2 separate regions of the Mus musculus genome follow, and region 1 is linked to region 2. A link is a contact called in public Hi-C data. All regions are on one chromosome and are shown on one strand. The core of a region is the stretch at or near the end of the contact, and the rest is flanking DNA. Distances in the headings are between cores, read along the strand shown. Region 1 overlaps Adarb2 (adenosine deaminase, RNA-specific, B2). Region 2 overlaps Pfkp (phosphofructokinase, platelet).

Region 1 (5,844 bases), core at 631-3,130, 1.8 Mb before region 2:
AGGAGGGATAAAAGCGTAATGGACAGGTATGAATATGATCACAGTATGTTGTGCACATGTATGAAAGAAATTGAAGAACTATCAATAAATAATTCTTCTGGGGAAAGAGAATCAAGGAAATCAAGTGGTTGGCTCAGTCAAGGTAATAGCAACACTGAAATAACCCAAGCACGAGCTGCACTTGCATCTTGCCTTGTTTTCTCAAAGCTAGCATAGCTGTCACTTTGGGAAGCTCCCATGTAAGCAGGTAGGAGACTGTGTTTAACCTCATGTTTAGGGGAAGGGAGTATGGACACTGAGTTCTGAAGGAACATGTCATATTTGCTAATAATAAAAGAATATGTGTCTCAAGCAATCTTTCTCTAGCTCTTACAACATTGCAAGTTTTTTTTTGTGGAAACATTTTGTTGCTATTGTTGTTATTCTGTTTTATATAATCACATTGACACCTAGCATTTTGGCATCTACAGAATATGCCAATGTCCTTTATTTGATTAAAAAAAAAAAAAAAGAACCCCTTGATAGCAAGTCTAGAAAGGAAGGAAAGCCCTTCCCATTTGACTTGAAACTTTGTCAACTCAATTGTCATTCTTCTTGACAATTAGTGGTTCCAATTAGTTAAAAAGTCCAGAGCTAAGGTGCATCCAGTTTGTGAAAAACAAAAATAAAATGAGCAAAATCAGACTTGATGAGCCTTGTGAACTTGAAAAACTCCCGCCCTTAGCCTACATCTGGCTCGAAGCTTGTGGTCCTCTCTACTCAAACACCCTCCCATCTCCACCCCACCTCACAACAAGGTTGTAGATTTCTTTGACATAAGATTTCAGGAAAAAGAGAAAAAGAAAATGAAAATCAAAAACCAAGACGAAAGGCTGGCTTTCATGTTCTGCCTGTGTGGTTCTCAGCTGAGTGGGGCACCCCTCTGAGTTTCAGTCTTACTGTGTTAAAAAGTAGGAAACACTTCTCTTGCTGGCCTGTCTGGATCACTGCAAAACAAAATGGGGGGAAAGACAAAAGAGAGCTACTGATGGCTTGGGAAATGCTTCAGAACGAAAGTTATTGTTATTTCTTTCTCTTAGCCTTCAGTAACTTCTACTGCTTAGTTTGTAATGTGGGTATTGATCCCTCATTCAATGGTTTTCTTTCTGTCTCTGCTTTCTGACTTGGGGAACTGAGTTTAAAATACAATAAAGACGCATATGGTCTTAGTTATGTTTCTTTTGCTAAGATAAAAGTCACATAGAAAGCGTTTATTTCAGCTTGCAGCTCTCCGGATGCGCTCCATTACTTAAGGAAGTCAGGATGAGAACTCAGAGCAGCAACCTGGAGGCAGGAGCGGAATCAGAAGCCATGGAAGAATGCTGCTTACTGGCTTTCTACCCACTAGCTTGCTCAGCCTGCTTGCTTACCCTGCACAGGATTGTCTGCCCAGGGATGGCATACCCACAGTGAACTGGGCCCTCCCCAACCTATCATTGAAGAAATTGCCCAACATACTTGCTTACAGGAAATCTGTTGGAAGTAATTTCTTTATCAAGAATCCACCTTCCACTTAACTGCAGGTTATTTCAAGTTGACAAAAATCAACCAGCCCCCGTGTAGAAATAAAATTTAGTGTTGAACGAGACATACTGGGTTGTATCAGATATGGTGGATCACACCTTTAGTCTCAGCATTTGGAAGCTGAGGCAGGAGAATTGCCTATGAGTTAAGAGCTAATCTAGGTTAAATAGTATGATTCAGGCAGCGAGATTGTGTGAATCAAATATGAGAAAGAACAGGTTGGTCAGGTTTTAGTAACTACTCTCCAGAGGAATAAAACAGGAAGTGGGGGAGGGGGCAACCACAGCTGGGCGGGAACTTCATGTAGTGGTTACTGTGGGTTATACTATGTGCCTTCCCTTCACAGATAACAGATAAGGCGTTTTGCCAGTTGTTATGTGCTCAGAACTTGACCTTGTTTAGGTATATGTTCATTACAGATGTTATTGTGTGGGGTCAATACAGCTAGCATCAAGTCAGAGACCTGTTTGGAGAAGGCTGTGACAACAAAGATTAGAGTGTAATGGTAGATCTTCAGAAAGTGGAAAGAGCCTAGAAGACTCCTCCTCTACCTTTTGCAGATAATGCAGCTTTGTTGATACTTTGAATTTTGAATCTCTGACCTGTAGAACTATGAGAACTATGCATCTCAGTTGTTTTATGCTCCACAGGGTTACTGCTTTGTTCTAGCAGCCGATGGCAACTCTTTGTTAGCCTGAAAAGGTTTCTGTCCAAGTACAAGATTGGGGCAGAGATGAGAGAGGTACCCACTGTGTGTGCATCTTATGAACAGAAGAGGTACCCACAGCATGCATCTTATGAATGGAGGAGGTACCCATGGTGTGCATCTTATGAATGGAGGAGGTACCACAGGATGCATCTTTGTGTGTGTGTTATTTTTATTAGATATTTTCTTCATTTACATTTCAAATACTATCCTCTTTCCTAGTTTCCTCTCCGAAAATCCCCTATACCCTCCTGCTCCCTCTGCTCCCCAGCCCTGGTAACCTAATCACAAAAGAACACACATGATATGCACTCATTGATAAGTGGATATTAGCCCAGAAACTTAGAATACTCAAAATAAAATTTGCAAAACTCATGAAACTCAAGAAGGAAGACCAAAGTATGGATACTTCATTCCTTCTTAGAAGGGGGAACAAAATACCCATGGAAAGAGTTACAGAGACAAAGTTCGGAGCTGAGACTGAAGGAATGACCATTCAGAGACTGCTGCACCTGGGGACCCATCCCATAAACATCCACCAAAACCAGATACTATTGCATTTGCCAACAAGATTTTGCTGACAGGAGCCTGATATAGTTGTCTCACAGCATGCATCTTATGACTGGAAGCTGGACTGTGAGATGACTAGAGGATGAGGATGCAGACGGCAGGAAGTCAGGAAGACCCCAGGATGGGAGAACAGGATTCTGCAGGACAAGGCAATGAAAGCATTGTTACTGTCTACTGTAGGCCTTGATGGACAGTCCATGCTATACAGGCCATACTAAGTGCTAAAAAGCATGGCACTACTTAAAAATGCCCAGAACATGGCTGGAGAGATGACTTAGTGCTGAAGAATACTTGTGCCTCTTACAGATGAAACCAAGTTTGGTTCACAGTCCCCATATCATGGCTCACAACTATGTGTAACTACTATTCTAGGGGGAATCTAATAATTATTTCTGGCCTTTAAGGGAACCAGGATTTCACAAGTAGCAAGTACATACATGCAAGGAAAACACTCAGAAACATAACATAAAATGAATGAATTAAACCCCTCACAAAACTGCAAGTCTCTGATATATTTTAGAACTATACAACAACAGTGAATGTGTGTATATGTGTGTTTATATGTTGTATATATATATGTATGAAGGTGTTTGTATGTGTGGAGGCCAAAGTTCAATGTTACATGTCTATTTCAATTGCAGTTTACTTAATTTTTCAGATAGGGTCTCTCTCGCTTGATCTGTAGTCCACTCTATTTGCCTAAGCTGGCTGGCCAATGAGCTTTAATGAATCTTCTTATTTCTGAACATCTCTTGATAGCATTGTGGAAGCATGCCTTGTTGTCTTTTTTTTTTTTTTTTTGGTGGGGAACTGTTTATGTTTCAGGCATGTGACTGAACTATCCTCTCTGGCTCCCACTTTTAGTGTCTATCCATTATTTTTCAAAATGCATCATTACAACCACTAACACAAGTAGAAGTTACCATCTTATACACCTTTAATTATGTAGTCACATTTTCTCAGGATTTGGAATTTCAGCAGCATCATACTTACAGTATTTTATCCCTGCCATTTGACAATGGGATATGTGTACTCTTTACAAGATTTCAGGTGGCACAGACTAGAGAAAACTTTAGTTCTTTACTGTTTGCTAATTTGTGCTTGATAATTTGGTTTCATTTTCTATTTATTTATTTGAGTATATTTTTTTAGAAGGGTCACTGTTCCAGTTTTACACCACAGATATATTCAGATGAAAAGAATGAATGTATAAGGACTCAGATGATAATGATGCTAACATTTGTCTCTGCCAGCTACAAAGCAAAGCTAAATGAAGAACATGTTCCTAGCAATAATTTAGAGCAGACTTTGGTTTCTAAATTACATGAAGTTTTGACAGGCTATAGATATATTCCATGTCACTAAGAATCTGAAGAAAAGTGCAAACCTTTGTAGCCGTCATGATTGTCACCATCACTGTTGCCATCAACATGATGGCCATCATTGCCACCACTATCATTGTATTATTATTACCATTAGCATCATCACAAGTTATTATCATTACCACTTGGACCATCATTAACAACCTAATCAACAAAATAGTCATTACTGCCACCAACATTATAGTCATTGCCATTGGCATCATCCCTGACGTAATTATCGTCACCATTGACATCATCATCAATAACCTCCTCAACATCATGGTCACCACTTTCATCAAGACCATCATCAAATCTACTGTCTCCATTGATGCAATTACTGTCACCAATAGCAGCAGCACTTTATCAAGATCATTATCATCATATGCCCCAGTACAGGGGAATACCAGGGCCAAAAAGGGGGAGTGGGTGGGCAGGGGAGTGGGGGTGGGTGGATATGGGGGACTTTTGGTATAGCATTGGAAATGTAAATGAGTTAAATACCTAATAAAAAATGGAAAAAAAAAAAAGGAAAAAAAAAAAAAAGAATATAACATACCACAATAGTAAGATGAGTCATTGTTTTCCATAACCCTAAAAAAGAAATAAAATCTTGCCAATTAAACATGGAGTGTCACCCGAAAAAAAAAAAAAAAAGAAGCTTCCATCTCAGTCAGACGATGATGGCACACACCTTTAAACCTAGCAATTGGAGGCAGAGGCAGGTGGAACTCTGAGTGGAGGTCAGCCTGGTCTACAGAGTGAGTTCCAGGGCAGGCAAGGCTACACAGAGAAACCTTAATTAAAAAAAAACAAAATAACAACAAAAAAGAGTCTAACTGAAAAAAATAAAAGAATTTGTAAGCTAACTGAGTATAAGATATGTGAAAGTACTGGTATTTCTTTTCTCTCTTTAGAAAATTATAGAGGGTAGATCTGGTATTACTTTCAAACCATCATTCCAGAGGAAATGTTGTTTTTACAACTGTCAGAGGGAATTATATGAGAAAAACAATGGCGATTTCCTAACCCATCTTAACACTTATAGGGTGACTTAAAGTGACAATCTGTTTGCTAACATAAAAGAATAATTTAATTAATCATATATTTATTTATTCATGAATGTCTACAACACAAAAGGGAAATATATTCAGGGGTGAATTTTAGTAAACAGTTTTGATTAGAAGATCACATTTGAAATAAAATAGATATGCATTAATAATAACATCTTCTGATATTTAACAAATACTGAATATTTTAAGAAGGTAACTAAACAGAACTGTAGCTTTTGTTTTTTTATTTTTGAAGAACAGTTTTATACATAGCCTAGGGTAGCCTCAAATGTTTGATTTTCCTGCTTTAGCCTCCTGAGTGTTGAGATTTGTGTATATATCACCAAGCCAAATTTTCAGTTTTGTTCCCTGTCAAGAACCTGTGTGGCAGAAAAGATCATTGTCTCAGTTGAACATTTTGATAGTAGTTCTCTTAGTCAGGGTTTCTATTCCTGCACAAACATGACCAAGAAGCAAGTTGGGGAGGAAAGGGTTTATTTGGCTTACACTTCCATACTGCTGTTCATCACTGAAGGAAATCAGGACTGGAACTCAAGCAGGTCAGGAAGCAGGAGCTGATGCAGAGGCCATGAAG
Region 2 (6,750 bases), core at 2,462-4,961:
TTGAGACTGTGGGTTTACATGATAAAGGCATGTGCGATGTGGGTATTCCTACATGATTTGCAGAAGTGAAAATGAGGAGACTATGTGTGTATGTATGTGTGGGCATTCACCCATTTACTGTGGGGGCCAGAGGTCTGGTGCCTGCCTTAAGGTCTTAGCTTTTGAAGCGAAGTCTGTTAATAAGTCTCTAACTCTCTGACATGGATAGAGTAGCTAGCTCCCGAGTTCCAGGAATCCTCCTGTCTTCACCTTGTCATCAGAAGTACAGTCACTCTGTGGTGCTCAGCTCTTTACATGGATGGCAGGGCTCAGAGCTCAGGCCCTCATGTTTGTGAAGCAGCCACTTCTGGATGGAGCTGTTGTCCCAGCTCCCATTTTGTTTGTGTACGTAATTCAGTTAAACACTCCCTTTGTCATCTTTCTGTAGTCTAGCATGTCTATGTCTGAGATTTGTCTCCCCAAATGTCAAGACATAGGGTGGGAGAATTGGAGAGAATGGTGGGCTCAGAGGAACTTGGCTGAGAGCCCAGTTTTGCTTTCCATCCTGAGGCTAAAGGCTCCATCCGTGCTGGGCGTGGCTCTTATTATATTACTTGTTCCTTCTCTCCTGCTGGGCCTTTGACCCTGAGCTAAGATGATGCAAGAGCCTTCAACTGTTACACCACGGGGCAGGCCACGAAAGCCAGTTCTCAGTTTCCAAAAACTGTTACCTCAGTGGAAAGTAGATGTGAGCTTCCGGCCTTTTCATGCTAACACATTGTCCACTGCTGCTCTTTAAAGTGTGGAACCCTGGTCTCTCCTGAGGATGGACGGAGATTTGCAGGAGGTTGGCTTGTCTTACTTTCTCTTCTAATAAAAATGGTATGACTTGTTTTGTACTTAGGACTTTTTTGTAAAGTCACACCGATGGCCAGGGATGAAATACATAGTTATTCAGCTTCTCCTCAAGCCACAGCCCCATTGCCCCCTTCGTTATTAACTTCTTTGAATCTGGCCGTCAATATCTGCCCTCTGTTTTCCTTAGTGTCTGTCTGGAGTTGCTTAACATTCTGTACTGCAGAGCAGGCATCCGCCATCCTAGCACTCAGGAGACAAAGGAGCTGCAAGCTTTATTCAGCCTCCAGCTAGTCTCAAGAAAGTTGATGAGTGATATTCTGAACTTAAAATATCCCAGGCTCTTTTTCAATGTGAGCCCCACCCTCCGATGAACCCCAATATGCTGGGTAACTTGGTTTCCAGGTTTGTATTCACTCTACTAATCCTTGAGGTATGTGTCATAGTCACAGGCCACGAGGAAACAGGGAGCATAGGCAGTTCCGCAGTTTACCTAGGACTAGGTGAACTAGGGCCTCAAGCTCTACTGACAACTGCTTCTGTTCCTTCCACAGGCATGAATGCTGCTGTCCGCGCTGTGGTGCGCATGGGAATCTACACGGGGGCCAAAGTGTACTTTATATATGAGGTCAGTGCTTGCTTCCCATTTGGCGTTTTCTCTAACTCAGGAATTTGCACCACCCACTTGCTCACAGCCCTGGTCTCTCTCTTGCTGCCTCCTCCTTTGGCTGAGCCTCAGAAGTGACAGGGAGAAGGAGATAAGACAGCACAAAAGTCAGGCTGGGATCAACTTCCTGGTCTTGATTCCCGGGTCAATGATTCTGAGGATGTCAGCTTGTGAGTGGATTTCAAAGACTAGTGCCAGAAACGGAAAGACGTCCCTTTTGTGCTTTCTGTCATTAATGTGAAGCTGACACCACACCCTAGCACCTGCTCATGTCTTGGCTTCACAGTGAAGAATCTGGGTTAATGGAATTTTATTAGTGCACAAATAAATGATGTCATGAGTTTGCCTGGAAGTGGATACAACTGCAACTGGAAATCCTCATGTTAAGTGAAATAAACTAGCCTCAGAAAGATGAACAAATTTGTTCTCCTGCAGATCTTAGATTTTAAGTGTGTGCGTGTGATATGAAACTAGAAAGACATCTAAAGGCATAGAACAGGAAAGGGAGAAGGTGACAAAATGTCTGTGACATGAGGACCGCAGAGATATGTTGGGGGAGGGGTGGTAGCAAGAGGGGTTAAGAGGACTCTGGGGAGAGGAAGGGAATGAATGAGGAGAAATATGTAGGGAAGTGCCACAATGAATCCATTATCTCTAGTACTAACACACACTGAAACTAAGTAACAGTTACTGGCCACCCTGAACTGCTCCATGTCTCCTGGGCTTGTGGTCCTGGCTGCTTAGGAAATACGGAGCACCCGAGAAGGAACCAACGTGTACCGAGTCGCTCTATCTCCAGAACTATATATAAGGAGCAGGATTTTATTTTTATATCTGTAAACTGGAGCCCAAAAAGGAAGAGAACTATTTTTTTTTAAACAATCAGTTCAAGGCCGGGGAGATGGCTCTGTGGGGTAAGAGCTTGCCACACAAGTAACAGGACCCAAATGTGATTTCACAGAAGTCTTGTAGAAGCCACTGTGGTCACACCCATCTATAATCCCTTTAGTACTGTGACAAGGTAGGAGGGCAGAGAGACAGGGGAATTGCCCTAGAAGCAAAAGGGGTAGTGCCCCATCAAATTGATGTGTAAGATTCCTATGTCACTCGTCCATTTAGGTTACTCCTCACTACTTAAAAACTGTCTAAACACTTTCAGGTCTACGTTACTACTTAAAATTCTGTTTTAGATCTGTGCCTTGGTCCACAGATGATGGCATCAATCGGCTAAAAGCCATGACCATTGTGATAGATACCTCTAGCTGCAGAAGCATTTTTTGAAAGCCCCTCCAACCCTAACTCTGAACCCCATGGCTCCCGAGTGATGACATCAGATGCCTGCAGGCAGGTGTCTCATTGCTGGTATACTCATGCGACTTCTCTTTTGTAAAACGACTGCACCGTGTGTTTATCATTTGCTTGGTAGAGGTTTCCTCGACCCTTGTGTTTTAATTTGCTTTTCAGACTCTGTGGCTGCGTGCAATTTGTTTCTTACATTTGGGCAGTTTGCGGTGGTTCTAGCCCCTAGTCCATTCTGACCGCATTGGCGCTTACTGTTTGGAACACGTGAAGGTCAAATTTGCCTTGTGAATTTCCATTCCTGGGCTCTGGTCCTGACTGCTGCCATCCCTTGCTCTGCTCCGTGAGGTATAATCATAGATTAGGATCCAAGCCACACAGACCATAAGCTCTCTTCCTCCTCTGCCGCCTGCCCCGAGAGTGTGGCAGGGGCTATGGGGGGACGGCTGACTTATCCATTAGGACCACTGGGCTTCAAGTGTCAGCCCCACGTTTCAGTTGGATCTCGACATTGTTCCTTCTGCTTCTGTTTCAGAGCTTGCCTGTGAACAGAGGTAGCTACTCTCACCTCCTCCAACACTCCCCCCACCCCCAACGCGCCCCACCTCTCTCACTCTCTCTCTCTCTCTCTCTCTCTCTCTCTCTCTCTCTCTCTCACTCTCTTTTGCCTTGAGCCTTGTGATAAAACTGTGCATTCTGGCCGAGAGCAGAGCAGTTCTTAATAAGTAAATGTGGCTTTCATGAGCTCTTTGGGGTTGGAGCAGCGCCAGATGAGGTTTCCTGTTAAAATTAGCAGCACTTTCAAATTCACTATGACTTAGAGTCTACAGAACGTTCTCTCAGGAGCCCATGTGATTTCTACTCAGGCCATAGCCCTGGTGTCCTCTGCTCTTGCTGCGTGCAGCCGAGCACCTAGTGGAAAGTAGAGAGTCCCACGTGAGTCACTGCTTTGATCTTGCTGGGGGCTCAGTAGGGCATATGAGGGAAGGAAGGAAGTTATTTCTGTTATTTCATAGTCAAACCGAATGCTCCCCAAACAGTTGTCCTTCCCCAAGTTACTGTTCAGTCCTTTGCAGGGACAGAAGGAGCTCTGCCTTGTGACCCCTCTCCCGCCCCCAAGTTTACCTTAGGGCTGACTTATACAGAAGGACATTTGCCATTGCTTGAAGACAGTTTTGTTAGAGAGATTATTGTACCTGGCAGCCAGGTGGTAGCAGCAGAACTCTGTCTAACACCTTTTAAAATGGATACGATAACCCTCAACTTTGAAGAATCGGTTGGTCCCATTCTAACAATTATGAGAAGCCCACTGTTCCATAAAGAGTCCACTCTGGTTTGAGTGTTAGTTGGGGAAGAGACTACAAGCTGATGTCTGTGTGTGGGGTCTAACTTTGCTACCTGGTAAACTCTCAGTTCCTCAGTTGCCCTGTGTCTGTAATTCTTGCGTCTTGTGTGTCTGTACTTTGCTCTGTCGAATCCTGTCTTATCTGTCTGTCTTATCTGTCTGAGTTCTGATGGTATTTACATAACTCCAGACCTGGGGCGACTAGACTCTACAGATTTCACAAATTAAAGAGTTGAGAGGGAGAACATCTTGTCAGCCTACAACAGAAGACATTTAATCTTTCTTTTGAGGCTAACTGGATTTATCCTCTACAGTATTGTTTTCTGAGCTCTTTAGAGAAACAGAACTAACAATATATGACTGTAAGGCAGGGTTTATTGGATTGGCTTATGCACTCTTTGAACCCGCTAGCTGCTGAGCTGGGGGAAGCGAGTAAATGTTCAGTCTGAGACTCTGGAAGCCTTGTTCGTTGTGAGAGGGAGGCGATGATGCCGGAGGACTCGGCACATGTATGAGATTCTTTCCTTCAGTGGCAATAAGCAGTGCCTGAGTAATGTGGAGCGTCATCATCCAGTGTAGATGTAAAACTTTCACTTCTCTAATTTTAAAACACAAAAAAGCCCCCCACCCCCAGATCTGTTAGCTTTTACCCACGTGCTTGACAGCAAAGCCCTGGTGACCTGGAATAAGGCTGGAAATTATTCTGGCTCAGCTTACCTGGTGTGAGGGGCTGGCTGTACCTTTCTGTACAGAACTTGACACCTCCAGGGATGGCCTCCACTGAGTCACACATGCAGTCGCAGCCATGCTGCCTTTTGCAATCCAAAGCTTTAGAATCCTAGCACACCTCTTCCAAGGATAAAGTAGGAGCCTGTGCAGCCACAGCAAGCAGCCCCGTCAGGGCCTGGGAAGGAAGGCATTAACCCTTTGACCCTGCGTCTTCATTCAACCCTTGGGAGCAATAGCTGTGTTGGATATGATGAAGGCAGGAAAGCTTCAGGAGTTCAAAGGCATCCTTGGTTACCTAGTGAGTCCCAGGCCAGTCTCAGATAAGACCTTGCCTCCAAACCTCAGGAAAAGAATCGGGGTGGTGGGGAGGTGAGGGGAGGGAAAATAGTGAAGAAAGGGCAGGAAGAAAACAAAGGTGATCTTTCTCTCCCCCTCACTGGTAGAAACATGCGGAATGGTTTTGAGCACTAGCTCCAAAGGGGCTGGCTGCCGGCTGGTTGCAGGGCACAAAGACTTGCTTGCCTTTGACTCCATTGGTCTGCGGCCAGGCCCAGAACGGAGGCATGTGACCGAACTGATGTACTCCCGGACCTTCTGGGAATCATGAGCTGACCTAGCACTGAGTCAGCACTGTGTGGCGGCTGAGATGGGACAGATCTTTTAGGGTGGGCAATGGAAGTACTGTGCACCGCAGGGTGTTAGGGAGCATCCTTCCTCTACCTTGTTGTTGCCAGAAGCACCTCCTCCCAATAGTTAGATCCTTCGGAGATGGCCATGTTCCCTGGAGGCACAGTCCCTCTCACTGGGGACTTCTAGTCCCAATCTATTTGATTTGAATGCAAAAGGTGCCCAGGATTGTTTTTAAGCATCATTTAGTGATTCATCGCAACGTGTTGTTTCATGTATGTTAGCATTTCTTCTAGGCTCCAGTCCACAGTTACCTGACAACAGCCAGGTATGCCTGACTCACTATAAAAGGGGCTGCTTGCCCCCTCTTCACTCTCTTGCTCTTTAATTCTCTTCCCCCTCTGTCTCGTCTCTCCCCATTCCCCCTACCCCCTCCGTTCATAGCCAGCCTCATCTCTCTCTCTCTCTCTCTCTCTCTCTCTCTCTCTCTCTCTCTCTCTCTCTCTGTGTCTGTCTCTACTACTCTGCTCATCTTCCCTCCCCACGCCCTAAATAAACTCTATTCTATATATACCCTTCATGTGGCTGGTACCTCAGGGGGAAGGGATGCCTCAGCATGGGCCAGCAGAGGCACCCCCTTCCACCGCACCATACCTTACCCTACCAAGCATATCACTGGCCTTCCTCTTCTTTTTTATAAAACACATTGTTGAATGTATGTTCCAGTTTCTCAGTCTACCCAGAACTTTCAAGATCACCAGATGATTGGAACAGTTAAACAGATTAGTATTGGTTAAATAGTGGGTTCTTCTCTCTGCTCCTTTACCCCCTTTCCCTGTTACTTTTCTTCCTTCTCCTGTTCCTCTCTTCAAGCTTATCTTCTTGCTCCCCCTTTCCCCTTTCTTCTCTTCTGAAAGTGCATAGAAAATGTATGAACCTGAAAAGCCTGGCATTTCTGACAAAAGTCTGGCACCTGCTTGGGCTGAGCTGTTCCGACTGGCAGCTGTTTTGCAGGCCCGTGGAACTGGGTCAGGCGTACGTGTGGTGCGTGTGGAGCCCTTGGGCTCCATTCCCAGAGAGATGGGATGGGTTGGTGGGTTAACCTAGTTTTTCTTATGTAGTGAGCTGATTGTTCATTACTTTCTTCCCTTCCTGTTTGTCTTAATTGCTCTTAATCTTTTTTTTTTTATTTTGTTTGGTTTTTGATTTTTGCCTTAATAGCTCACAGCAAGCCATAGCTCCGTAGTAG

The links. A called contact is a pair of places that touch in the nucleus more often than the background predicts.
Region 1: a contact with region 2 is called in a Hi-C map of CD8 T cells, with 3 times the contacts expected there. The contact joins two enhancer-like sites. A contact is called at or near these places in 2 of 39 promoter capture datasets (cranial neural crest and hippocampal neurons) and 1 of 484 Hi-C or Micro-C datasets (CD8 T cells).

The regions. Positions count from the first base shown.
Region 1 is chr13:8,453,112-8,458,955 of GRCm38.p6, reverse strand. The region is part of intron 1 of Adarb2 (adenosine deaminase, RNA-specific, B2); the gene reads right to left. Among named protein-coding and RNA genes, the nearest start is that of Adarb2, 250 kb to the right of the region's middle. Within about 2 kb of position 1,880, at least 43 of the 459 cell types and tissues checked have an H3K27ac peak or open chromatin away from gene starts, as enhancers often do. A contact at or near this core is called in CD8 T cells, where this site is marked.
Region 2 is chr13:6,630,637-6,637,386 of GRCm38.p6, reverse strand. Pfkp (phosphofructokinase, platelet) reads left to right here. Exons shown (of 22, transcript NM_019703.4): 2 at 1,389-1,462. Gm35730 (a long non-coding RNA gene) reads right to left here. Exons shown (of 3, transcript XR_382032.3): 1 at 4,863-6,750. Among named protein-coding and RNA genes, the nearest start is that of Gm35730, 6.2 kb to the right of the region's middle. Within about 2 kb of position 3,711, at least 128 of the 459 cell types and tissues checked have an H3K27ac peak or open chromatin away from gene starts, as enhancers often do. A contact at or near this core is called in CD8 T cells, where this site is marked.